Regions from separate parts of the Mus musculus genome. Here all the other regions are linked to region 1. Evidence: chromatin contacts called from public HiChIP or PLAC-seq and promoter capture Hi-C data. All regions are on one chromosome and are shown on one strand. Each heading gives the region's core, a stretch centred on a gene start, on an enhancer-like site or on the middle of the called end of the contact. The rest is flanking DNA. Distances are from core to core; before and after follow the strand shown.

What was found. HiChIP or PLAC-seq counts read pairs in DNA pulled down with a chosen protein or histone mark. Capture Hi-C pulls out chosen DNA fragments and counts their contacts.
Region 2: a contact with region 1 is called in a promoter capture Hi-C map of adipose tissue. The contact joins the promoter of Rad54l here to the promoter of Ipp in region 1. A contact is called at or near these places in 8 of 39 promoter capture datasets (the C10 cell line, the HPC-7 cell line, cranial neural crest and 4 more), 1 of 15 datasets of contacts at CTCF or cohesin (the NIH/3T3 cell line), 2 of 484 Hi-C or Micro-C datasets (B cells and palatal mesenchyme), 6 of 115 datasets of contacts at active chromatin or transcription factors (the 230-238 cell line, bone marrow-derived macrophages, embryonic basal ganglia and 2 more) and 3 of 9 other capture datasets (adipose tissue, embryonic stem cells and macrophages).
Region 3: a contact with region 1 is called in a promoter capture Hi-C map of adipose tissue. The contact joins the promoter of Toe1 here to the promoter of Ipp in region 1. A contact is called at or near these places in 3 of 484 Hi-C or Micro-C datasets (CD4 T cells, CD8 T cells and the G1E-ER4 cell line), 1 of 115 datasets of contacts at active chromatin or transcription factors (pancreatic cancer cells) and 2 of 9 other capture datasets (adipose tissue and pancreatic islet).
Region 4: a contact with region 1 is called in an H3K27ac HiChIP or PLAC-seq map of embryonic stem cells, with 6 read pairs. The contact joins the enhancer-like site here to the promoter of Ipp in region 1. A contact is called at or near these places in 1 of 484 Hi-C or Micro-C datasets (CD4 T cells), 5 of 115 datasets of contacts at active chromatin or transcription factors (bone marrow-derived macrophages, differentiating embryonic stem cells, embryonic hindbrain and 2 more) and 3 of 9 other capture datasets (adipose tissue, macrophages and pancreatic islet).

Annotation. Positions count from the first base shown.
Region 1 is chr4:116,506,135-116,508,973 of GRCm38.p6, forward strand. Ipp (IAP promoted placental gene) reads left to right here and starts at 1,415. Exons shown (of 9, transcript NM_008389.3): 1 at 1,415-1,516.
Region 2 is chr4:116,122,203-116,125,041 of GRCm38.p6, forward strand. It overlaps Rad54l (RAD54 like (S. cerevisiae)), which reads right to left and starts at 1,487. Exons shown (of 18, transcript NM_009015.3): 1 at 860-1,487; 2 at 694-780. The coding sequence starts at 862. 2510003B16Rik (RIKEN cDNA 2510003B16 gene) reads left to right here and starts at 1,638. Exons shown (of 3, transcript NR_131048.1): 1 at 1,638-1,914.
Region 3 is chr4:116,806,158-116,808,996 of GRCm38.p6, forward strand. Toe1 (target of EGR1, member 1 (nuclear)) reads right to left here and starts at 1,402. Exons shown (of 8, transcript NM_026654.2): 1 at 1,311-1,402; 2 at 460-602; 3 at 329-369; 4 at 102-198. The coding sequence starts at 1,362. It overlaps Mutyh (mutY DNA glycosylase), which reads left to right and starts at 1,577. Exons shown (of 16, transcript NM_133250.2): 1 at 1,577-1,614.
Region 4 is chr4:116,208,011-116,210,849 of GRCm38.p6, forward strand. No RefSeq gene overlaps it. Among named protein-coding and RNA genes, the nearest start is that of Pik3r3, 12 kb to the right of the region's middle. Within about 2 kb of position 1,456, at least 24 of the 459 cell types and tissues checked have an H3K27ac peak or open chromatin away from gene starts, as enhancers often do. A contact at or near this core is called in embryonic stem cells, where this site is marked.

The DNA of each region.
Region 1 (2,839 bases), core at 165-2,664:
ACCCACTGAGCCATCTCGGCAGCCCTCTAAATTTTTATTCTTATTTTATGAGCATTGGTGTTTTGCCTGCTTGTATGTCTGTGTGAGGCTGTGTGATCCTCTGGAACTGGTGTGAGCTGCCGTGTAGTTGCTGAGAACTAACCCAGTTCCTCTAGAAGAGCAGCCAGTGCTCTTAATCGTTTGAGCCATCTCTCTTTTTTTTCTTCCACCATAAAATAGCTTAGTCAATAGAAAATCTTCATGGAACTAGCCTTCCAGTATTGGTCAGTGATTGCTGAGCCTTGCACCAGACAGGGGTCCAGTAATTCCTTTTACTCTTTTCTAAATTTCTGCCACTTTTTGCAGATTTTTTTTTGCACTTTTCATAATGAAATGTAAAGTAGAAATTGAAGATGTGGAGTAAATGTAAGCATAGTCTTGTGAAATTTTTGTCTTAGCTATACATCTGAATATGCAAATACATGGTATGTGTTTGATGTAAAATATTTTTGTACACTATGGGTCAGGAACATAAAGTTTGAGGGTTGGAGAGATGATGTGGCTAAGAGAGCACACTACTTGTTATTTTTGAGAAAGGGTCTCTCTACATAGCCCCAGCTATCCTGAAATTCACTAAGTAGACTGGACTGGCCAGGTACACAACAGAAATCCTCCTGTCTCTGCCTTCCCAGTGCTGGGATGATAGATGTGCACCACAACTCCTGGCAAAGAGTCCACTTCCCTCAAGGAGGACCTGAGCTGTTCCCAGCCTGTAATTCCAGCATCAGGGGGAACTACCACCATCTTCTGACCTTCATGGGCACAGCCTTTACATATACAAACCTATGGTTAGAGGCACACATTTAAAAAATAAAATCTCAGTCGGGCATGGTGGTGCACACCTTTAATCCCAGAATTGGGAAGCAGCGGCAGGTGTATCTCTAAATTCGAGGCCAGCCTGGTCTACAGAGTGAGTTGTAGGACAGCTAGGCCTACACGGAAAACCCTGGGGTGGGGCGGGGAGACTATAAAAAAGTTTGGACGTTGCTAATGCACCAGGACACATTATGATGCTCTACACTGAAAAAGAAGTGGGCATTTTGATTCTTGACTTCAAAGTAGGCAGGAGTGTATCAAAATTGAGGTTCAGGAAATGATCTAAGGAAGGTGGTAGAGAAGCACGGTGCACGTGATTTTCCTCGACGCTGAGATCAGTACCTGGCCTGGGACACTTGAAGAATTGAAGATGTGCATGGAGCGGAATAGGGAAGTCCACTAGCCCAAGGCAGGGGAGAGGTTTTTAAGAACCTGCCTCCGCGGCCAGCAAGCGGCTACCCAGGTTTACCCAGCGACGCCGGTGGCTGTGAGGAGGCGGGGCCAGAAGCGGAGCACGCGCAGTAGAAGGTTCCCGCATCAGCGCCGAAGCTGCGCCTTCAGCACTCGCAGTCACCTGTCACCAAAGACTGTCCCCGCCCCCTCCGCTGCCTGCCTGCGCGCGCAGAGCACCGGAGGGCGCCGGCGGGAAGGGACGCGGCGGGTAAGCGAGGCCTGCGTGCGGTCTGTGTTTCTCACAGGGTTGGGAACTTCCTCATGTCCAGCTCTCCAGACCGGGAAGAGCGAGTGATTGGAGCTTTGGAACGCACCGTTCCTCCGCTTTCGTCCTGTCGCCTCCGGAGGCGCTCTGACCGTCCGTGTGTTTTTAGCGTCCCGGAGCTTCCCAGTCTCACGGCGCCTTGGCCTCTGCTCTCCCAGCACCCACTGGGGAAACCGAAGGCCGGACCCTGTCCCTGACTTCTGCCGGCTCCAGTCTGAAATTCCTTACCGGCTCCAGTCTGAAATTCCTTACCGGCTCGCGCTGTCAGTAGCACAGAGTTGGTTTTCTTCCTCTAGTGTCTACCAGTTTAGGCAGAGTTCTAGTTACAGCCTCCAACTCAAGCACAAAGAGTCTCAGTTGTTTTGATGCTCAGCTGGAGCTCTGGCCCTCTAACTGAATTAACTTTCAGATGCTCTTCAGCGGGAAATCCAGGCCATCAAAGCATAGGTCCTCTTTAGTCCCTCCGATTATCTCCATCGTTAGCCAGTAAACTGTATGGAAGCATAGTTCTTAGCTCCCTATGCACTAATCCCAGGTCTTCACTTTTCATGTTTGTACGAACAAGCATTTCCCAAGCCACAGTTTAGGATGAGGTGCTCCACTGGCAGTGGAATGCCATCAACATTTACTGAGAAGGATGACAACAAACATTCTGGCTCTCTACTGTCAAAGTGAATATTAAGTGAATTGTTTGTTGTAACAGGAGGCATTTGACTTGTGGCTGTGCTTTAATACCTTGAGTAAGAGAGAAATGGAGGTAGCCTAGAATCACACCGCGAGGGTTCAGAATCTGCTGCCAGGGAGAATACAGAGCAGCAACAAGTCTGACAGCCACGCCATGTATAATAACATCTATAGGTCGAATTTCCACATAGAGGGAAATAGATTGTATTTATGTGCCACTTGTTTGTAAGATGCATTGTGTGCATGCTGAAGTAAATTTTAGCGGCTTCCTTTAAAACTCCCAAAATTAGTGTCTATATAGTCATGATTATCAGATTATTATTATGACAAGGTCTTACTATGCAGTCTTGGCTGGCTTGGAGCTAAGAGATCTGCCTGCCTCTGCACCACCACACCCACCTTCAGATCATTTTTACTGATAATTTTGACTGAATGCTATATACTGAATTTTTTAAAAATATCAGCTTACAACAGTTCTGTCATTTTGATTACTGGTTTTCTTTGGTGCCTGAATTACAAAACCTTAATCATTTTACATTTCCTCTGCTTCATCGTCGATCTTATATTGCAAGGACTTGTGGT
Region 2 (2,839 bases), core at 237-2,736, 380 kb before region 1:
GAACCCAACATTACCATTCCTTGGTTTTGATATTCTCCTCCCACCAAGAAAACTGAAACTGTATTAATTTCTAGTGAACCTACCTGGAGGATAACAATTTTTTTAAGATTTATTTATTTATTATATGTAAGTACACTGTAGCTGTCTTCAGACACTCCAGAAGAGGGCATCAGATCTCATTACAGATGGTTGTGAGCCACCATGTGGTTGCTGGGATTTGAACTCAGGACCTTTGTAAGAGCAGTCAGTGCTCTTAACCACTGAGTCATCTCTCCAGCCCCAAGGATAACAATTTTATTAATCTTCTCCAATGCTTAGTATACTGTAAATTTTCATTAAAATTTACTTACGCGGGGCAGTAGTGGCAAACACCTTCACTTTCAACACTGGGTAGCAGAGGCAAGGGAACCTCTGTGTGAGTTCAAGGCCAGCCTGGTCTACAAACAGAGTTCCAGAACAGCCAGGGCTACACAGAGAAACACTGTTTCAAAAAAAAAACCTTAAGTGCCAGGTGTGCCTGGCACATGCCTACGACCACACACTGCATTTGGGAGACAGACCATAGTCTACAGACCTGGTGAGAAGCTCATCTCAAAAAAAAAAAAAAAAAAAAAAAAAGCTTCAAAAATGTATGAAAGGTACTTTCTCAAGATGACTATGAACCTCATTTTCCTTATTCCCCTAAACACTCACTACTGTCCCAGGCTGCCAGTCTTCATCATCTGATGATCTGTCTTCTGGTTTCCTCCTAGCCAACTGGCTGGGAGCTAAGCTCCTCCTCTGCAAGGGAGAACAGAAAGTGAGTTCCTGCAGTGATCCTGCAGCCAGGCCCCTTAAGTCAGCTTAAGGTCACACTTACCATCCTGGCCCCAGAAGCATCAAATGTCAAGTGCCCATCAGCGAAGTTAAAAGCACTCAGCAACAGAGAATGCAGGACCAGGGGATGCTATAAAAGGAAGTTGCTATATCATTGAAAATATTGTCTTAAGAGTCGGTATGAGGGGAGGGGATGCAATCAGAGGATGAGGCTTGGGTCCAAACCAGGAATGTCGGTCCCCAAGTTCCTCAAGGTCAAAATATCCAAAGCCAAGTCCAAGCGGAGCTGGGTCTAAATCTAGGATGGGAAAGAAGACAGATTGAAGTTGCAGATGAGCAAAGTGGAGTTGGAATAACGTCCCTAGCTGGGCTGCTTCCCTGAGAGTAACACCTACGAAAAAGTACAGTCTTAAGTACGAAGGCGAGACGCCTGAATTCTTAGGAGAGGGATAGAATTTACCAGAGCTGGACCGACATCAAACCTCAGTGTGAGGAAGGCAAGCAGAGACCTAGGAACGCCTTGTGGGAAGTTAAACAGGAACCCAGGAAGGACCAGTTAAAAATCCAGGTTGGGAGGAGGAGAATCTTAGAAGCTGAAGAGAGGCAAAGAGCGACTCCGGTATCTTTCCCCTTATTCTTCCTCTTCCCAAAGCGCGCGTTAAGAGCCTCCAGGCAGTGTCAATCGAACCTCCCGCCACTCTGCCACCACAGTCCCCTATTGGCTGCGTTCAGTGAACTTGACGCTCGACGATCCGGCCTAAAGGAAGGGGCGGGCCTAGGGCTGAGGCTAATAAGGGTCTTGGATTTCCGCCCAGAGGCTCAACAGACCACTAGGAGCTGTGGCTTATCCTGGTGGCAGCAACAGGCAGGTGCCAGAATTCTTACTTGCCAACGGTCCCTCTTCCTGGCTCCTGCCTTTGGCCGAAGCAGCTGAACCAAATAGATGTTTTGCACCGAAGTACTGTGCGGAGGAGTTGCTACTGGAATAGATTTCAAAAGGCAGCACATTTTTGGGAATTTGATTCAGGCTCTTTATTGTGCCAGACCTGGAGCAGAAATCTGAGCTGGAAGCAGGCAAGGCCAGTGGCCAGTCAAAAGGTGAGCGGAGGTGTTGGTGCTGCACTGCCAATTGGTCTGAGATGTCTTGAAATAAGCTAGCTGTCTTTTCCTGGGGCATAGTCACCCATTCTCTAAAAATCCGTTTTTCCTTTAAGTGATATTATTATAGTACCTCTCCTAAGGGATTATTCACAGGGTCTAATTAAAGTGAACAAAGTAGCTGCGCCTGGTAGCGCAGGCCTTTAATTATAGTACTCACTAGGCATAGGCAAGCAGATCTCTGTGAGACTAGCCTGGTCTTCATAATGAGTTCCAGGACAGCGACAGCTCTGTAGAAAGACCCTCCAAGAACGGGAAAAAAAAAAAGTGTTCAAAGTATTTAACATAGCCCCCATGTATTACCTAAGTGCTCACTAATCAAAATAGCATGCCCATTACACTTAATCACTATCTACTTAAAAGGATCTCCTTAGCTATTATAAATCATTTACTATCCTCAGATAAGGTTTATTGTCCCCATTTTGTCGTGTGTGTGTGTGTGTGTGTGTGTGTGTGTGTGTGTGTGTGTGGTGTCTTGGGGGCACTAGGAATATAGCATAGTGGTAGAACTTCGTGAGGCGGTCACTGCTGAGGTTTGTTGTTATTTGAGACAAGGTCTTGCTGTGTAACCCGGTTATCTTTAAACTTATGACCCTCTGTCATCCCCAGCCCGCCTAGCAGAAATGAGGATATACTAAAGAGATACTTATGTCCTTTCCTTGGCTTTTGGGAACAATGAACCGAAGAAATTTTAATTTCCATAGGAATATCTTGCTGGGAGACAAGAAGGCTGTGAGCAACTTAATGAAAAACAAAATCACATACACAAAAAGAACAGTTAACTTCTTTGCCATGACTATGAGGTCAGCCTGGGCTGTATAGTCAAAATCTGTCTCAAAATGGGGGGTATAAGGGATGTGTGGAT
Region 3 (2,839 bases), core at 152-2,651, 300 kb after region 1:
GATCTACTTTACCAAAAACTGGGAGGAAAAATTTCCACCATTAAGATCTCAACTCTCAGGCCCCATGCCTCCCTCAGACCTGGGATGAAGGTAATTCCTACCTTATCTGGTTGCTGCCTGAAGCAGGCGAGGCCCAGGGACAGGACAGAACGGGTCCTGGCAGCATGACACACGGCCTTGTAACGTTCCTCAATGCACCTTAGAGTTGGGTTTGGGCATGAGTTAGTTTCACAAAGAACCCAAACTACCAGGGCTGGCAGTCCCTAGCTTCTGGGTTGAGACCTACATATTTGTTAGAGCTGGGATCACAGGCAAGGCTTATACTTACTGGTTCAGCAAACTCTTCCTATCCCCGAGCCCACTCAGCTCCTATGGGTGGGTAAAGGAAGTGTGGTTATTTTCCACACCCATCACCAAACACTTCACAGCCACCTGCCCTCCCTTCCTCCCACTCCTCACCGTGTCCACAGCCACAAAGCTAGCTGTCTTTAAGGCTAGCAAGAGTGATGGCCATATCTCCTTGAAGTTGTCACTCTGCACGTCTACCACAGGAACCCGAACCACAAACTCCTCTGCAGGTTGTGTGTTTTTGTTGACACCACCTGGGGATAAGGGCGTTGATGGATTTAGATGGTTTCACAAGGTCCCTGTGGAGCAAACACCAAGCTAGATGTGGGCAAAGGGGTGCCCACTGACAAGCTTTCACTTAAAGATTTTACATCTACCAGCTCTAAACACAAGCTCTGAAATGGGCAGTGCCCTAAATTTGGAAAAAGGGCATCTGTGTCTTTTAGTGCCTTTATGTGGGACTGGGAAATCATTTCTTTTTTGCATCATGATCAGGAGAAAAGTGGACTAGATAACCTTTGAGGATTCTTTATCCTCCAGCCTGTAATCCCAGGACTAGGGAGCATTAGGCTGAAGGACCACGAGTTCAAGGCTAGCCTACAGAGCATGCTCCTATCTCAAACACAAACCGATCCCATAAAGCCACATATACATGATGCCTCAACAGCTACCGGAGTGCTCCAAAGTTAAACCCAAGCTCCACTTACTGTGGACGACTACGCACTCTGGTATTACCGACTGACAACCACCGGCTCCGTCCAAAACACACCACCCATCCCACCTCACTGCTCCACTCTACAACAGTTCGGGTTTTGCAGTTGCACGCGCTGCACACTGGGAGTTGTAGTCTAAGATAGCTGAGGCAAGAAGAACTACAGGCCTGTCTCCGAGCTACCGGGCCGAGGCTTTTCCCTCCCCAGGACCCCTTAGGCTTCTGTGGCCATCCCTGGGGAGCCGCTCACCGTCAGAGGGCGTTGGAACTGGAGGCACATCATCGTCACTGTCCGCGGCCATGACGCCCCTCGCCAGCCTTCTGGAGGTACGCAGAGACTTCCGCTTCGTCTCCAGAAGCGACACGGATCTAGGATGGGGCGGGGTCTCGGCGTCTGGGTCCCGTAGGGTCAACTTCCGTTCCGAGTGGTCGGGCGGGGTGCGGAGCGTGGGCCTTGCGCGCGCTGAGTGTCTATTGGCTGGACGGTCCTACTGACCGAAGCCACGCCCCCTTCGGGGTTTCTTGGGAGCGGCCGGTCGGAGACTGCGCAGGAGGTAATCTGTGCTTTCATTTGTGGTGGCGGGAACGTGGAATCTTAAAATTACAGCCGATCGTTTCACTTACACAAACTCAGGGTTGGCATGGGCAGCGCAGGCTTCTCGGCGCTGGGTTGGGGAAAGAATGCCTCCTGCGCTGAGCTAAAGCAAGCCTAGGAGTTCGGGAGAGAGGGGTGCACGGCCGAGTAAAGGGGTCCTGAGCATGGACACAAGTCCAGAAAGATAAGGAAGTGAGAGGGAAGCGTTCTACAGGACACAGGTAGATAAGTGGTAAAATGACCAGGAACGTTTTAAAGATAATTCACCCAAGTATTAATGTGCACTTGAGTTAAGGTTTTGGTAGGTCTTAATTTGACCTGTAGGTGGTAACAATGTCGGAATTCAGTCCCATCCTAGGAAGTGTTCTCTAGCTCCACCGACCTAGATTTCTCCTTATCTTAAAAGATAAAAGGCTTCAAACTTATCTTTAAAAATTCAGGCTGGGTGGGATGGTGCCTGACAATAATCTCATCCTTCAGGAGGCAGAGGCAGGCGGATCTCTGAGTTCAAGGCCAGCCTGGTGTACTGAGTGAGCTCCAGGGCTGCACAGAGAAACTCTCGTCTCTATAAAACAAAACAAAAAGCAATCTCCACACCTGGAGTGCTGGGTTATAGGTGTGCACAACCACTCTAGTTTGACTTTTTTTTTTTTTTTTTTTTTTGGTTTTTCGAGACAGGGTTTCTCTGTATAGTCCTGGCTGTCCTGGAACTCACTTTGTAGACCAGGCTGGCCTCAAACTCAGAAATCCACCTGCCTCTGCCTCCTGAGTGCTGGGATTAAAGGCGTGCGCCACCACGCCCGGCTAGTTTGACTTTTTAAAAAAGATTTGTAGTGGGCGATGGTGGCGCACGCCTTTAGCCCCAGCACTTTGGGAGGCAGAGGCAGGCGGATTAGGTGGGTTTCTGAGTTCGAGGCCAGCCTGGTCTACAAAGTGAGTTCCAGGACAGCCAGAACTACACAGAGAAACCCGTCTCCAAAAAACAAAAACAAAAAAGGTTTGTTACTATTTTTAATTCCGTGTATGATTTCTGCGTGGGTCCGTGTGTGTGAGTGCAGTCGGATCCCACCCTCCAACACAGATCTCACAGCCCTCTAATCCCCCTGGCCGTAGCCTAGGGCTGATATCACAGCTGGTTTATGAGCAGTCCAATATGGATGCTATGATCAAAACTCATGAGCCCC
Region 4 (2,839 bases), core at 206-2,705, 300 kb before region 1:
TCCTAGAACTGGAGGTATGTTGACTTGATATGATCGTAGATATCTAGGCTGATTCCATAATTTGGCTATTGAGAATAGTGTCACAATAATGATGGGTTCCAGCAGGAGAACTTTGAAGAATCAGCCATATTCAAATCAAAGAAACTCAAGAAACTGGTTACTCCATGTATTCATTCAGTCTTTTAACTCTATTCTATTCATATGATTTCCTTCCTTCCTTCCTTCCTTCCTTCCTTCCTTCCTTCCTTCCATCTTCAACACTGGGGTTGAACCTAGGGTCTTATGCATGTTAGATAAGCACTCTGTCATACAACTCTATCCTTGTAAAAGTATCTTTTACTTACTTGCCTGATGTAATTGTCATCTCAGAGGCTTACTGCTAGCCTAGGCCTAGTTTCAGAAGCCGCCATAGAACCTAATCTTGGCCTAGCATGTTTTCAGCCTCTGAGACTTGCTGTTGAATTAGCCCACCCTTTCTTACTCTTTCTGATCACTGGCTAGCTGATTTAACTCAGCTGTTCTAGCTCAAACTCACCTCTAAGATTGATTCACTCTGGCTTCTCTTAGCTCTGCCTCTAGCCATCTGCTAAACTTCTGACTCTTCATTCTCTGGCTCCTTCTGTCTTCACCTGTGTCTAGTTGTTCTCTCTCTGTAACCTGTCTCTGTACAACTGTCCTAGTAAGATTGCCCTTTCTCCTCCCTCTCTCTGCACTGCTATGTAGCTTCTTTTTTTCTCTTGTTTTCCTGGGAGTTGAGTATATATTAATTCTATCAAATCTTTCTCTGCTTCAACATTTTGTCTACCACTCAATTAGACATCACTTTCAAACATGGGTGCTTCCTTCTACAAACTAAACTTTACCTTCATTGTTTGGGATTAAAGGTGTGTACTAAAGGTGTGTCTGCATTCCAGCCAGATCACACAGACCTAGAAGGTCTTTGGTTGTGAAATTCTTCTACATATCCTCAGACCTCCTCCCTCCCTGCCCCCCTCTTTTTGAGGCAGGGTCATGCTATGTATCCTGGCTGGTCTGGAACTCTCTATGTAGTCCAGGTTGATCCTGAACTCCTAAAGATCTTGCCTCCTAGCCTTCTTTTTACTTTTTTGTTTTGAGACAGGCTTTCACTGGACAAGGCTAGCCCCGAATTCACTCTGTAGCTCAGAAAGTCCTTGACCTTGTGATCTCTATGTCTGGAAATGTAGGTAGTTCCACCAGGCCCTGCCTTCTTTGGTTTCCTTAAGAGTAGTTTCCTTTGAAATTCAGTGTTAGGGTGAACAGTACCCATAGCCAGCTCCAGAGGTTGATACTTTGTCAAGTCCAATCCTTTAAAAGTCTAATTTGGGTGGGGGAGTACTATTTCAAAATATTTATGAAAGGAAAACTAATTAACTTGGCCTGGGTGGGGTCACCTATGACAAGGAGCAAAGTCCTGTGCAAGTTAAGGAAGGAGATTTCATGTTGAAGGCATCACTACAATGGGATAATAGACTCACCAGCCTAGGACATGATCTTCATTCAGTGTCAGGCCATAATCCATAAGCGATACTCTTTGGGCTACCTGATCTAGACTGGAGGGTCCTTGAAATGAACGAATCATTCAGATACATAGAAGAAAATATATGAAAACATCCTCACTTATTTTCTTATAAAAAATTATAAAAGTGTACCCCTCTTACCCCCAAGGGTCTCACTGTGTAGAACTTGACTAGATCTCACAGAGATCCATCCGCTTTAGTAATGGGATTAAAGGTGTGCACTAGCAGTCCCAGAGCATGACACCATTTAAAAATAAACAAATGAACTAAATGGGAAAATATTTTAAAAATTATGGAACGGAGTATGATGGTTTACCCTTCTAGTCCCAACACTTGGAAGGCTGACATATGAAGACTACAGTGAGTCGAGTCCGAGGGCCAGACAGCTTGGGCTCCAGCATAAGAGTTTGTCTCTAAACATTAAAAAAATATATAGAAGAAGAAGACGGCCTGGTATTTGTGGTATTACTTCTCTAGGATTGCGATAGTGTCTTACCACAACTGGCTGGCTTAAAACAATAGAAACTTATTCTTTCATAATACTGGAGGGCTAAAGTCCAAAGGTTCAAAGCCAAGATGTAGGCAGGACTAGTTAGGACTTTCTGGAGACTCTGAGAGAGAATGCATGTCTTCTCCTAGATTCTGGGGGTTGCCATGTAATTCTTGGTGCTTTCTGGCTTGTAAAGGTATTGCTCTGACCCCTGCCACTGTCTTCAAACAGCTTTCTGTGTATGGCTGTGTCTCAGATCTACTTCTTCCCATTTGTCACAAGGACATTTGTCACTGGATCGATAATTCACCTTGAACCTATGACAATCTCCTTGCAAGATTTTTACTTACACCTTTGAAGACTTCTTTTTCAACTAAGGCCATATTTAGAGCTTCTGGGCTTAAGGCGTATACACAGATTGTTAGATAGAACTGGCTGAAGTGGTACTAGGGTATAATCATTTTCCTCAATATATGACTTGGTCAGAAAAAGAGAAGAAAAAAAAAAAAACAAACAAAACAGAGAAGTCTTAGTGGTCTGTTATTGAGTTAAGCGTTTCAGAACTGAAGCAATTCACGGGTGAGATGGGTACTGCCTGGTTCTTATTTGCAGGGTCCTAGGCAAACACTGCAGAAACAGCAACCACAAAGCCCCATATCAAGCTAGGATTCTGGGCTCAATTCCTCTATTGTCTTGGAAAAGAAGACTTAATCCAAGGGATGTGTTTCAGTTGTGGTTGGGGAATAAAGCCTGCAGTGAATTCCACAAGAACAGAATCATGAGGTTAAGACTCAGCAGTCAGAAGCCAGGG